2 separate regions of the Anas platyrhynchos genome follow, and region 2 is linked to region 1. The links are chromatin contacts, called in public Hi-C maps. All regions are on one chromosome and are shown on one strand. Each heading gives the region's core, a stretch centred on a gene start, on an enhancer-like site or on the middle of the called end of the contact. The rest is flanking DNA. Distances are from core to core; before and after follow the strand shown. Region 1 overlaps FRMD4A (FERM domain containing 4A). Region 2 overlaps FRMD4A (FERM domain containing 4A).

Region 1 (5,611 bases), core at 1,590-4,089:
AATAGATTGAGCTGGCTGCTTCTTTTGTGGTCTTGTCAGGCCTTTCCTTCTCTGTGTTGATGCTGGAGCACACAGTGGTTTGCAGAGATTCCCAGATGTGGAGCCTGGAGAACAGCTGGAGCCCGATGTATTCCAAAGCAGATCACTTGGGTTTTTGTACCTGGAGAAGGGGAAGCACAGGAATGAGCAAATATCTCATGGTTTTCCATCTTTCTGCAATCACGTTCACCTCCAGGGTTTGTGGCTTCCATGCAACGAGGCAGGAGTTGACACAGGTCTCTTGCTGCATCCCATCCTCTGCAACCCGATTGCTGGTGCAGGGCAAGGGGAGCACAAGCACAGGGGGACAGAGCACGGCACCAGAACCAAAATTAATGCAAAGAGGATGTAAACGGGGCTTTTTGCTGTCTCCAATTTTCATTCCTGGTTGATGACTTAACAGGCCAGCTATTTAACCGCTGCCTGCTTTAGGTGTCAGCGCATAAAGTGCGCACCTATAGCTATTAGCAAAGAGGGCTGCAACAGAAAAGGAGCTCTGCAGCCTGAGCTGCTCCGAACGCTCATTTAGCACGAGACCCTGGCCATAATGACGCCTGCATTTAAGTCCATTACACCGACGCGTGTGATTATTCTTCCCCTGGTTAGCAAATGGCCTCATATTTTTCAAATTATCCTCCGAGGTTTTCAATGACATAGTGGGGGATAATGAGCCAGACCCCGGGGTGGGTGAGGCAGGAAAGGGGTCTTCTCCTTTTAGCCATCGCTGTGTAATCGTGAAATAAGAGACAGCCCGGGGTCTGCTGGCAGCTCTGTCCTCCATCCAGCTGGGAAGCACCACGGAGTGCCCATCGCCATCATTTCCCTTGGGTCCTACTGCATTTCCCACCTCGGGCAGGAGGAAGCCCTGGGGAAGGTGACGGCGCAACAACACCAAAATCCTTTTGCTTCATTTTGACATTTTCCATGACAACTGGCTTTCCCCTTTATTTTCCTTTTTCATGGAAAAAAAAAAAATATATATATATATATATATATATATATATTAGCAAGGGAAAGAAGAGTTGCTTGAGGTTCTTATTCTGTTTTATTTTATTTTTTTTCCTTTTCATAGGAGGCCCAAGAGAGGTATTTTGTCTCCCTGCACAGGTGCAGTGTCACGGGGCTGGAAGGAAAGGAATCCCTTTTGCCAACACTATGCACTCAGCTCCTGCCCCTTAACAAAGGCAGGAGCCCTCCCACAAATCACTCCCACCCCGTTATCAGTCCCGGTCACCTTGACCAGCAGCCTCAGTGCCATCCTCAGCCTCCCCATCACTGCCGGGCACTGCTCACCTCCCTTTGGATGCACAGAGGCATCTCTCTCACCCTCCTCTGCCTCTGGGGCCACCCTCAGCCTTCCTCTGATTACATCTTCCTCATTTTAAGGTGTTTCTTTTTGGTTAAAAAAAAAAAAAAAAAAAAAAAAAAAAAAAAAAAGGTTTTGTTGTTGGATTTTTGTTGTTGGATAAAAGCTTTTTACACCAGCTGTCACCGGAGTCAAACTTCAGAGGAGCTAGGATGATTTCGCTGCCCCAGGGCAGATCCACGTGAGATAGATAAGACATCCATTTGCTGTGGTCATGCTTTGATATATCATTGTGTTTAAGGCCACGGTGAAATACTGTTATCTTTTGGCATGTTCTACTTGGAAATAAATACACTGGCTTGTGATCTCAGAGCTTACAACTGTAAGTTGGGAATTACACTGCCCAGAGCCCGGTCCCTGCGAGGTGATAGATGGCCAAGTTCTGGTTATGTCCAGAGCTGTGGTAGGGGCGATGCTAAATTTTTACCCTTTCTTGTTTTTATTTTACCCTTTCTTTTGCTGTGTGGAAACGGGGAGCACTGGTCAATCCAGCTCTGCTGCTAAAGCAAGAGGGCATCACACTTGTCTTGCTTTGATGGTGAGTCAAGGCTTGGGCATTTCTCTCTGCTACAAGTCGAAGGTGAGCATCTGTGTGGTGCAAGGGGGAAATTACAGCAATACCAAGTTCCCATCACCCAAAGATCAGGAGTTTCCACAGCTGCTTCTCACAAGCACCGCTGCGTAACCGCCTGTTGTTGGCTGGCTGCGATGGGAATCTCCATTCATTGCGGCATCAAGCTGTGTCAGAGCGAGTTGCCAGTTAACCAACACTTCATGCCGAGCCATCTGATCAGCACAAGGCTCGTCCTCGCAGCTGGAAGACGGAGATGTCTCTGATGCTGCAGCTTCTGAAGTCTTCCAAGATGCTTTCTGCCATCCTCGTTGCTATCTTCCTGCCGCTGAGAGGGAGCACGCAAGATAGGCACTTTGTGTCCATTACCCAGCATAATATTTCCTGGTCCATTTAATTAATGGTTAGAAAATAGATTGGATGAATTATAAGTGACTGGGGCTAAGGGAGGAGAGGGGGAAAGATAAGGAGAAACTCAGAGATAGACTAACGTTGGCTGATCTCCCTTCTTTACGTTTGAAACCTTTTCCAAACTGATTTCTCTGCTTTTAACACACACATAATCTTTGGGGGGGGGTTAACCCTTCTTGCAGGCACCTCATTTCTCAAAGCAACAGTTGCTGGCTATCAGGGAACTTCCCGTAGGAGCCGTTTGAGGCAAAGCTGTTTGCTGGTTGCATTCTCAGTGCCGCAGGTAGCAGAGTTAAGGCGTCAGACACACGGTACCGTCTGCATCTCTGTCCAGCCCGTCCTTATTTCCTGGATATATCAGCTTCAGAGCACATGGAGGAATGCTGCTCCCCAGGGAGTCCTCGACAGAAACCTAATAGCTGCCCCTCCGTGCAATAGGAATGGGCTGATAATCTTAATAGGCAAAACAGACGCAGGGGGTCAAAGGAGGGAGGAGTATTTTCCAAACTCGACACAACAGTCCCGAACAGCTACATGATTTGCTGAAGGTCACGAAGGAAACCTGTGTCAGAGTCAGGAATTTAACCCAGATCTCTCGCTTGGTTCATTGCCTTAGCAGCTGGAGCTTTCTTCCTGCTTCCTTAGGCGCTGCCATGGGTCGTTTTAAACCGCGGTGCATTTGGAAGAGGTGGTAACAGGAGGAGGTCTGACAGATTCACCATCAGTGCGAAAAAATAAATAAATAAATAAATAAAATAAAAAAATAAAAAAAAAAAAAAAAAAAAAAAAAAAAAAAAAAAAACAGGCCTTTCAGGCTGTGAATTCAAGGCAGTCTGCTCCAGTTCAGGTTTTCTGAGCTTGCCACACAGCAAATCCCCCAAGACTTCTCTCCGTAAATCTGTTTTCTTTTAAGTAGCACCAATTTCCTGGTGCACATGCTTTGTATTTGCCTGGGTGCATGTGTGAGAGCCAGTAGCTCCCCTGCACACTCTCCACGCCGGAGATCACTTGAGAATTGTGTTTTCTTGTTGAAGATGAAGTATCATGTGCAGGCTCTGTGCTCGGAGAGACTCAATTTTGTACAGAAAATGATCTGGGCATGTGTCTATGTGGAAAGCCTTGGGAAAGAGCCGTGCAGCAGAAAGAAAATGCAATATTGCCCTCTAGTGATGATGAGGATGGTCTCATTTGATCCACTGATGAAACAAAAAAGTGTGTTTCTGCTAACCTTCACTGGGACTTGAAAATAGAGTAAATGTTCCTTCTTTTTTCTGACCCTGGAATTAAAGATCTGACCATCACCTGCTTCAAGGACAGGAGGTGAAACCCAGGGGAAGCCAAATAAATAAATACATAAAGTTGAATTTTTATGCTTGATGGTTCCTATGTTCACATGTTTTCTTTTTTATTTTCCTTTTTAAAAAAAATCTCATTTGAACTGCTCTGGGGGGGGGGGGGGATGGGTAATTGCAGGAGCATCTCAGCAGATAAACATAAAAAGCTCAAAATATTTCATTTGAGTATGTAGTTGGCTGTACTTGTCAGGAAATAAACTGTTTTGAAGGGTCTTCAGAAGACACCTAGGAGCACTACAAAGCTTTGACCTTTAGCCCTGAGAAGGTTACATTTAAGGCCCTCGATTCTACAAACAACTGAACACAGACAATCCCTTTAATGCTTGTGTGAAGCCCCAAGAGTTTCAGCAGGTCTCATAGCTTCACTCCCAGACAGCGGGGTCACGGAGTAAGATTTCTCTGTAACTGGACTCCGCATCTCTACACAGATTTCTAAGGTATTTGTCGTGTTTTTTTTTAAGTTCCTAATACAGACAGCATTTCCCTGGCACCTTCCCTATTCTAATTGCCTCTGACAATGCACGATAGTAGTGGAATTTATGTAAGGAACATTGCTGTCACTGTACTGAAACTTAAAGATCACTCTGAAACAGAGTGGGCAGAGAGATGTATTTTTTTCCTCACTTAAAACATGAACTAAACAAAACAATGACCTTAATCACTACCTGAATAGGCTGTCTCTTACTACAGGAATCCTAAAAGCATACAGCATACTCATATGTAATGGTTTGATATTAAATTTGATGATATATCTTGCACTTATTTTTATCCTGGGATTTTTACCCCAAAAGGTCACAAGGCAGAATTAAGGGCTGGATTCTATTCAAGCTGGTGGCAAAACTAGAGTTCACTGCCAAAGGATCTTTCATACATACAATGGACTTTCAATGTAATTGCAAATATTTGGGGTAATCAGTCAATGCAATAGACTGGGTTTTTTGAACATGGAGGGTTTGGATTGGGCAGATTTTTACTGAGTTCTGAGAAATCATCTCACTCTGCTAAAAAATAGATTATTGTTATCCCCAGCATCACTACCCATGGTACTGTTAAATTGTGTGAGGTCCTTAACTACTGCTGGTTAATTACTCTGTAATTATAGATGTTGCATGCTACCCACGAAAAAATATATAAAAAGCCATTATAAAATGTGCCTTGGGACGAGCTGAAGTGGACAGAGAGGAAACACAGAAGTGGATTTCTGGCAGTGAACATTTTATGTGTGGCAGATCGACAGCACAAAAATGGATAGGAAGAGTAAAGGGGCAAAGAAAAAGTGCCAAAATGTGATGGAGAATGAAGAGGAGTTTGCAAACAAACAGAATAAAGGATTATTTAAAGTATAAAAAATAAAACAAAGAGCTACTTAGAAACAAAATAAACCACTTGATGATTCAGTTGCTTCAGTATGTCTTGGGTGGTGTTGAGTGCTCATGTCCTATAGCACGCACGAGCCTCTTTCATCAACAAATGACGTTTCTGCCACAAACAAAGAAACTTCATTTTCAGTAGACGCATCACGACTCCATTGACCACTTCTTTTCATGTGATGAGTAAATTTTCATGTTTTGCCCTAGTCCCCCATGTGTCTCACCTCTCTTGCTTGCCCCCTTCCAGGTTCTACATTGAAAGCATCTCCTATCTGAAGGACAATGCCACCATCGAGCTGTTTTTCTTGAACGCCAAGTCCTGCATCTACAAGGTAAGGACTCTGGGCACTCAGGATTTTGAATTTTGGCTGGAAATGAGAAAAGTGAAGCTCTGAAAAAGCAGTTGGCATTGTGTTGCCCCCAAACCTCTGCCCTCAAGTTATGAATCCCCTTAAAAGCTGCATGCTTGGGTTTCATCTCTGGACTTTGAGGTTCTGAG
Region 2 (5,611 bases), core at 2,246-4,745, 51 kb before region 1:
GGAGGATGTGGATCGAGCTCTTCCCATATTTAAAGCTTGGTTTTGTCCTTTCTCTGTGTGGAAGGTCTCTCTCCTGGCTGTCCGCTGGGTTTTTTGGAGGTGCCCATCATCACAGCACGTGGCTGCCACGTGTGTTTGTGTGCCGTGGGAGAGCCCGGGCGCTGGCGTTTCCCAGTGAAATGTGCTCTCAGGGGGACACGGATGATTTAGGGGATGCCTAATGAGATGCAGGGCCTGCCTCACGCACGCACACACACCCAGCACAGGGTAGAAACACGCTGGAAAACAAACAGCTTGCCAAGGCAATTTCCACAGCCTCTCGCTACTCTGAACTGGAAAGACTTAAAAAGTGGGGTGGAAATTTTTAAATAAATAAAAAATCTGCACTGCACCCCAGGAAACGCTTTCTGAAATGCTCCTGGGACACCAACAGAGAATCTGGGGGTGATTTGTAAATGCAGAGGTACCGGGCAGTGTCCTCTCTTCCCTGGTGTCCCCTTGCCAGCACTGCCAATTGCCTACATGGCAGAAAGCTGTTCCAAAACGGGCATCGCATCCTCAGAGAGCTGGGCCCTGGGGTATTGGGTCCAGCCGCTGAGTTTGCAGACATTGCATCAGGCTGTTCCCTCTTCATCTCAGCTCTTCTTCATCGATTCTGCACAGTATTAAAGAGCTGCTGTGTTTTCTTCCAGAACAGAGCATCCTTCCCCTGCTCTTAAAAGGCAGAGGCACCTGGGAGAAAAGCTCAGGTAGAGAGGTTTATTTCTGGTTCCTCTCTTTCATAGATTACAGGATGACCATATTTATTATTCCATGGGTGTCTTCATGCAGAAAGGACCCGTTTCTAACTCTTGCCCTCTGTCCCTAGAGTTTTTCTGCACTAACAGGCAAAGCACTCCCAGCACAGGTGATGCAAAATCATGGAATCACTCAGAAGATGAATGGGGGTGTAAAAGTGCAGGTCATGTGTCCTAGGGGTGCTTGAGCCCAAAGTGGTCCTCAGCAAGCTCAGCGCTGGGAGCTGTCAGGACAGGGAAAGGCAGGATGGACCCAGCACCCAGCCAGGTGTTTGGGGAGATGCCCCCACCCGTGTCCATGGAAGATGTCCCTTTCCTGTAGCCCTGGTTTGTAGAATCTGATGTTTGCCAAGGCTGCTGAGTAGCCATGGCTGGAAACGACTTGGTGACATGGTCCTGCACTGGAAGCATATCAGTTCTCACAGTGTTATTCAAAGCGAAAAGGAAAGAAAAGAAAAAAAAAAAGGCAATTATGTGCACAGATTAGTTTTTTTTTTTTCATGCCTGGAATGACTTTTGCAAGTGTGTTTTCCATTATGTATTATATATAACACTGTTTAGTGCAGACTATTGACCCGCTCTGCTACAGAACAGCTGAGTGATGCACAGCCCAGTGCCTTGGCTCGATTGATCCGGGCAATCACCGCTCACACCTCGAAGTAGTGGTTGATACAGTAAGTACAAGAGACTCAATAAGCACTAAAAGGACACTTTAAGCCTTAAATCTTAATTTGTCCTTTAAAAATATTTCATGCATACTACTGCTTTCTAGTGCCTTGGGTCACTTCGGTCATCTTCCTATGAACCTACATTGATTTTTTTATATATATATATATTTTCTGCAGCAAATCTCACAAGTTTCAGTAACAAATAAATCTCTGTTCTCTTCCATAACTAAACTAAGCCTCCTACAAATGTTTTCCCAGGAGACTTGGATGCTCTCATGTAATTACCACCCTGTCTGCGTGCACAAATGAGTGATATCTGGAACAGTTTGCTGAAAATATGCCACGTTTGAAGTGCGAAGCTGTACCAAAAATATAGATATATGTATACTTACAAGGAATTAAAAGTCAGATGTAGGAGAGCTTAACAGACATTCTAACATCTTTGGGAAAAATAGTAATAATCGATTGCTACGTGCATTAGTACCGCACAGTCATTATTATGCTGATGACTCATGGTGCTTGCCGCAGTACGGAGCAGGGAGTGAACCAGAAGGTGACCAGGAGTCCCCGAGGAGAGGTTGGTGTGACTTATAAAAGGCTGCAAGTCCATTACTGGTAGAGGAGAGCCCTGACAACTAATTTAGATCCTTTTCCCTTAGACCATACTATGTCCTTTGTGCATAGCAAGCAGAGCAGGAGCTCTTCCAGTATATGCTGTGCATGCATGGGGTGAAAGAGCATTCGTTACCTTAAAGTGCTTATATCTAGAGAATAACTTTACCCTAGGAAAAAGAAATACAACATAAAACAGGGGAGATTTAGAATGAGTATTAAGAAGAATTTCTTCATGAGAAAGTGACCAAGTATTGAAATGGGCTGCCCAGGGAAGCAGTGGAGTCCCCATCCCTGGAGGTATTTATGAGGTCATGGCACTAAGGGTCATGGTTTAGTGATGGCACTCGGTAGGTGAGGCTGATCATTGGACTCAATGATCCTGAAGGTTTTTTCAAACCTAGATGATCCTGTGACTCTGTGAATAAAGATGTTCTTTGTACAGCATAGCTGAGCCGAGTTAGCCCAGGAGAAGATCGCATGCGATGAAAGTTATCTGGAGTTTTATCTGGGAAGCTTGTAACGAGGAAAATTGTGTACCCGTCATGCCTGATGAACATATGGATAAGGAGTTTTACTTTTGTTATGGTTTTTTTTTGCTGATACTGACACTTTGATCCCCTTTTGCAGCCCTTGGGCAATACTTTGGAGTAGGGATGAATAGCATATCCCACAGTCAGTACAGGAGGATAAAGCCGTGGGTTGCCCGAGCTGCGTGCCCATCACTTCCCGAAGGATGGGACTGTCTGGCTGCAATGGTTTCACATGGACCAAGTGGTTTCACCTCACCTAAAGATGCTCTGCGATGCTGGGTGCAAACAGCTTGCCACATGACTCATTTAAAATTTGTTTGTACAATAGAGCCATCCCAAGAGCTCTGGCATGTCCTTGACCTAAAAACATTGACCCAAAGCAAGTGTCTGCATTGGGCCAGCTGAGACAAGGTTTATCAAGACAGGAGCAGAACAGTTTTTCTGAATGCAGGAGGGGTTACAAAATGTAAGGTTTAAGATATCTGTGGCCAGTGAATCCTCTAGATCAAAAGCCCTGGGTCACCTCTCCCTGGTCTATGGGAGCTCCAGAGCTCAACGATCTCTGGTAGGCAGTGGGGGCAAGGCTCAGAAGCTGATATATTTTTAAGCTGCCAATTGTTATTTTCTAGTCGAGAAAGGGAACAGCAAGAGTTACGTGGGAGAAAGAGTCAAACGTGGTAAAACAGCACGCGCTGGGAATGCCCTCCTCTGCATCAGCTTCAGAAAGCAGAGAGGGTGCGCGGTGTCCTGGTTTCCTTTCCATCTGAGAAGATTGGGATCTGTATTATTTTAAAGAAACAAAACAATACGTGACATAAAACAGCACAACCTTCACTCCAGTGAGGAAGCCGGCCCGGCCAGGAAAGGGCTTTCTTATCTCAGGATATAGCTGAGAGCAGACCTCTGTGGCCAGCCGCTCTCGGAGCGGTGATTTAGGCGTCTGCTGGGTACTGCCCTGCTCACTTTAAGACGCGGCGTTGGAATTAGATTTAATTCTAACTACACGGCTCAAGCACCGAGTGTTTTGAGGTTAAGAAGCGGCGTTCCCGGCTTTAAAGTTCGCCTGAGAGTTATTGCTTGACGTTGTAAATGGACTTAAGGACCGTAGGAAACGGTTTTTCATTTCAGCTCGGATACAGTAAGCCACTTAAACACTTGCTTATGTCACACTGAAATAAAAGGGATTTATGTGCGCCGCTCTGTGCCTTGCTGAATCAGAGCGTTTTTGCTGATGGCTGTTTGCAGACGGCATGAGAAACAACCTGTGCGGATGTCCCGGGGGGGAGCTGGGAGCTGGAAAACACTGCCTGAAGCCCTCAGGAAGCTCAGAGCCCCTGGGCAGGCCAGGAACTCTTTTGTCAACTCTCAGGACAAAGCAGGGAAGTCGCCAGGTCACCCAGTCTGCAGCTCTCCTTAATGTTCATCCCATCGCTCCCCGATGGCACTTGCACAGTTGGTGGGTCACACCAAGCCCATCCCAACGTACCCACCATCCCTCCTTCTTGAGGAGGACTCTTTCCGCCTAATTACTGATGTTGTTTTCTTTCTCCTTTGCTGTGTGTTTGTAGAAATGATAGCAACGTTTGAGGTTGCCCCTCTCAAACACATCCTGCTCACACTGGGTCCCCTTGGGTAACGTCAAGTTCCTCAAAAGAACAGCAGCTCTTCCCTCCTGAAGGGCTGGAGAGGTTTTAAGAGCTGCAGATGCAACCATGTTTTCAGAAATTTCATCTCCTTTCCCTAATTTGTGGGGTATGGTCATGGGTTTTTCAAGGGGTGGGATAAAGATGCTTGCAGGGAAAGCCAAAGGTCTTGCTTGCAATACATTCCTCTTGTCCTAAAGAACCTGAAGGAGATGCTGCATCATTGCTGGCAGAAAATATAATTTTCTGGCCCTTCATCCAGCTGTTTGCCATGTGTGTATTTCACAGAGATGTGGAACACTTCCATACCAGGGAAACCCACACTGCTTTAGTAGCTGGTGCCAGGTTATGCATCACCAACAGCGCTGCCGCTATTCACATCACCGCTATCCACAGCTACAAGATCTCTCCTGGGCCTGTGCTTTGGGGTCCAAAGCTCTATTTGCTACCGAGTTGCTCCCATTTTGTTGAAAATGTGACATCTTAGTTCTCCTACAGAAATTCTGCTAAAAGATTGCAAACCTCTGAAGTTATGGCTGGGTCTTCTTTCTAAGGAAAAAGCATCTGGCTTACAACTGGCCTCTCCTGCTCCAGGGCACCAAGTAGCCTTTCCATCACAGGAACCAATCTGGATGGCAGCAGTGCTCTGTGTTGGGTTTCGGTGCATTGTAGTGAGAAGCATTTGTCCTTCTGCCTTGTCATATTTTAGAAGGCAGCCTACGCCAGAAGCCTTCTGCCAAATTAAAATCACTTTTCTCCCTCTTGAAAAGAGAAATTGCAGACCAGGCTTCCTGCTATTGCTTAGGAAAGGCTCGTGGAAATGAGTAGTAGAAATGAGGACCACATTCGGACTGCGTGGCAGTCCCTCTGCTTCAAGTTTCTCCTGGCTGTCTCCCCATCCTCAGAGCCTCCATCCACCGAGGTTCATGTGGAAATAAGCCCGCAGCAATTTGGATCTTTCTAGTAGAGGGTAGAGCAGGAAAATGAATGTGCGAGAGGGCTTTGGACCTGGAAAGCAAGCAGGCGTGAACAGAGCTGCAAAGATGCTCCTTTTCTCCATGTTAAAATGTGAGGGTAAGGACAGGAGATGACCAAAGGGGCCATGCTGGTCAGTGTGACAGAGCCACGGGCAAGACCAGCCCCAATTTGACAAAGCAAAATACATCTATGTGCACACACCAACCCACAACACATCACTTTCTCCCTCTCCCTCCTCACCAGCCGAGGAGCTGCCAGGATGGAAGGCAGTGAGAAGTGGTCAAGTGGGAGCAGGGCGTTTAATCTAATAGTTTATTTTAATCAGTGGGCTGTCATCTCTCTCTATCTCCTTTCAGCGGGTCTGTCCAACCAACAGGCAA

Evidence for each region. A called contact is a pair of places that touch in the nucleus more often than the background predicts.
Region 2: a contact with region 1 is called in a Hi-C map of small yellow follicle, with 3 times the contacts expected there. The contact joins two enhancer-like sites. A contact is called at or near these places in 2 of 8 Hi-C or Micro-C datasets (F5 follicle and small yellow follicle).

Annotation. Positions count from the first base shown.
Region 1 is chr1:7,256,024-7,261,634 of IASCAAS_PekinDuck_T2T, reverse strand. FRMD4A (FERM domain containing 4A) reads left to right here. Exons shown (of 23, transcript XM_072024583.1): 5 at 5,360-5,444. Among named protein-coding and RNA genes, the nearest start is that of PRPF18, 92 kb to the right of the region's middle. Within about 2 kb of position 2,839, at least 3 of the 8 cell types and tissues checked have an H3K27ac peak or open chromatin away from gene starts, as enhancers often do. A contact at or near this core is called in small yellow follicle, where this site is marked.
Region 2 is chr1:7,307,990-7,313,600 of IASCAAS_PekinDuck_T2T, reverse strand. The region is part of intron 1 of FRMD4A (FERM domain containing 4A); the gene reads left to right. Among named protein-coding and RNA genes, the nearest start is that of PRPF18, 140 kb to the right of the region's middle. Within about 2 kb of position 3,495, at least 3 of the 8 cell types and tissues checked have an H3K27ac peak or open chromatin away from gene starts, as enhancers often do. A contact at or near this core is called in small yellow follicle, where this site is marked.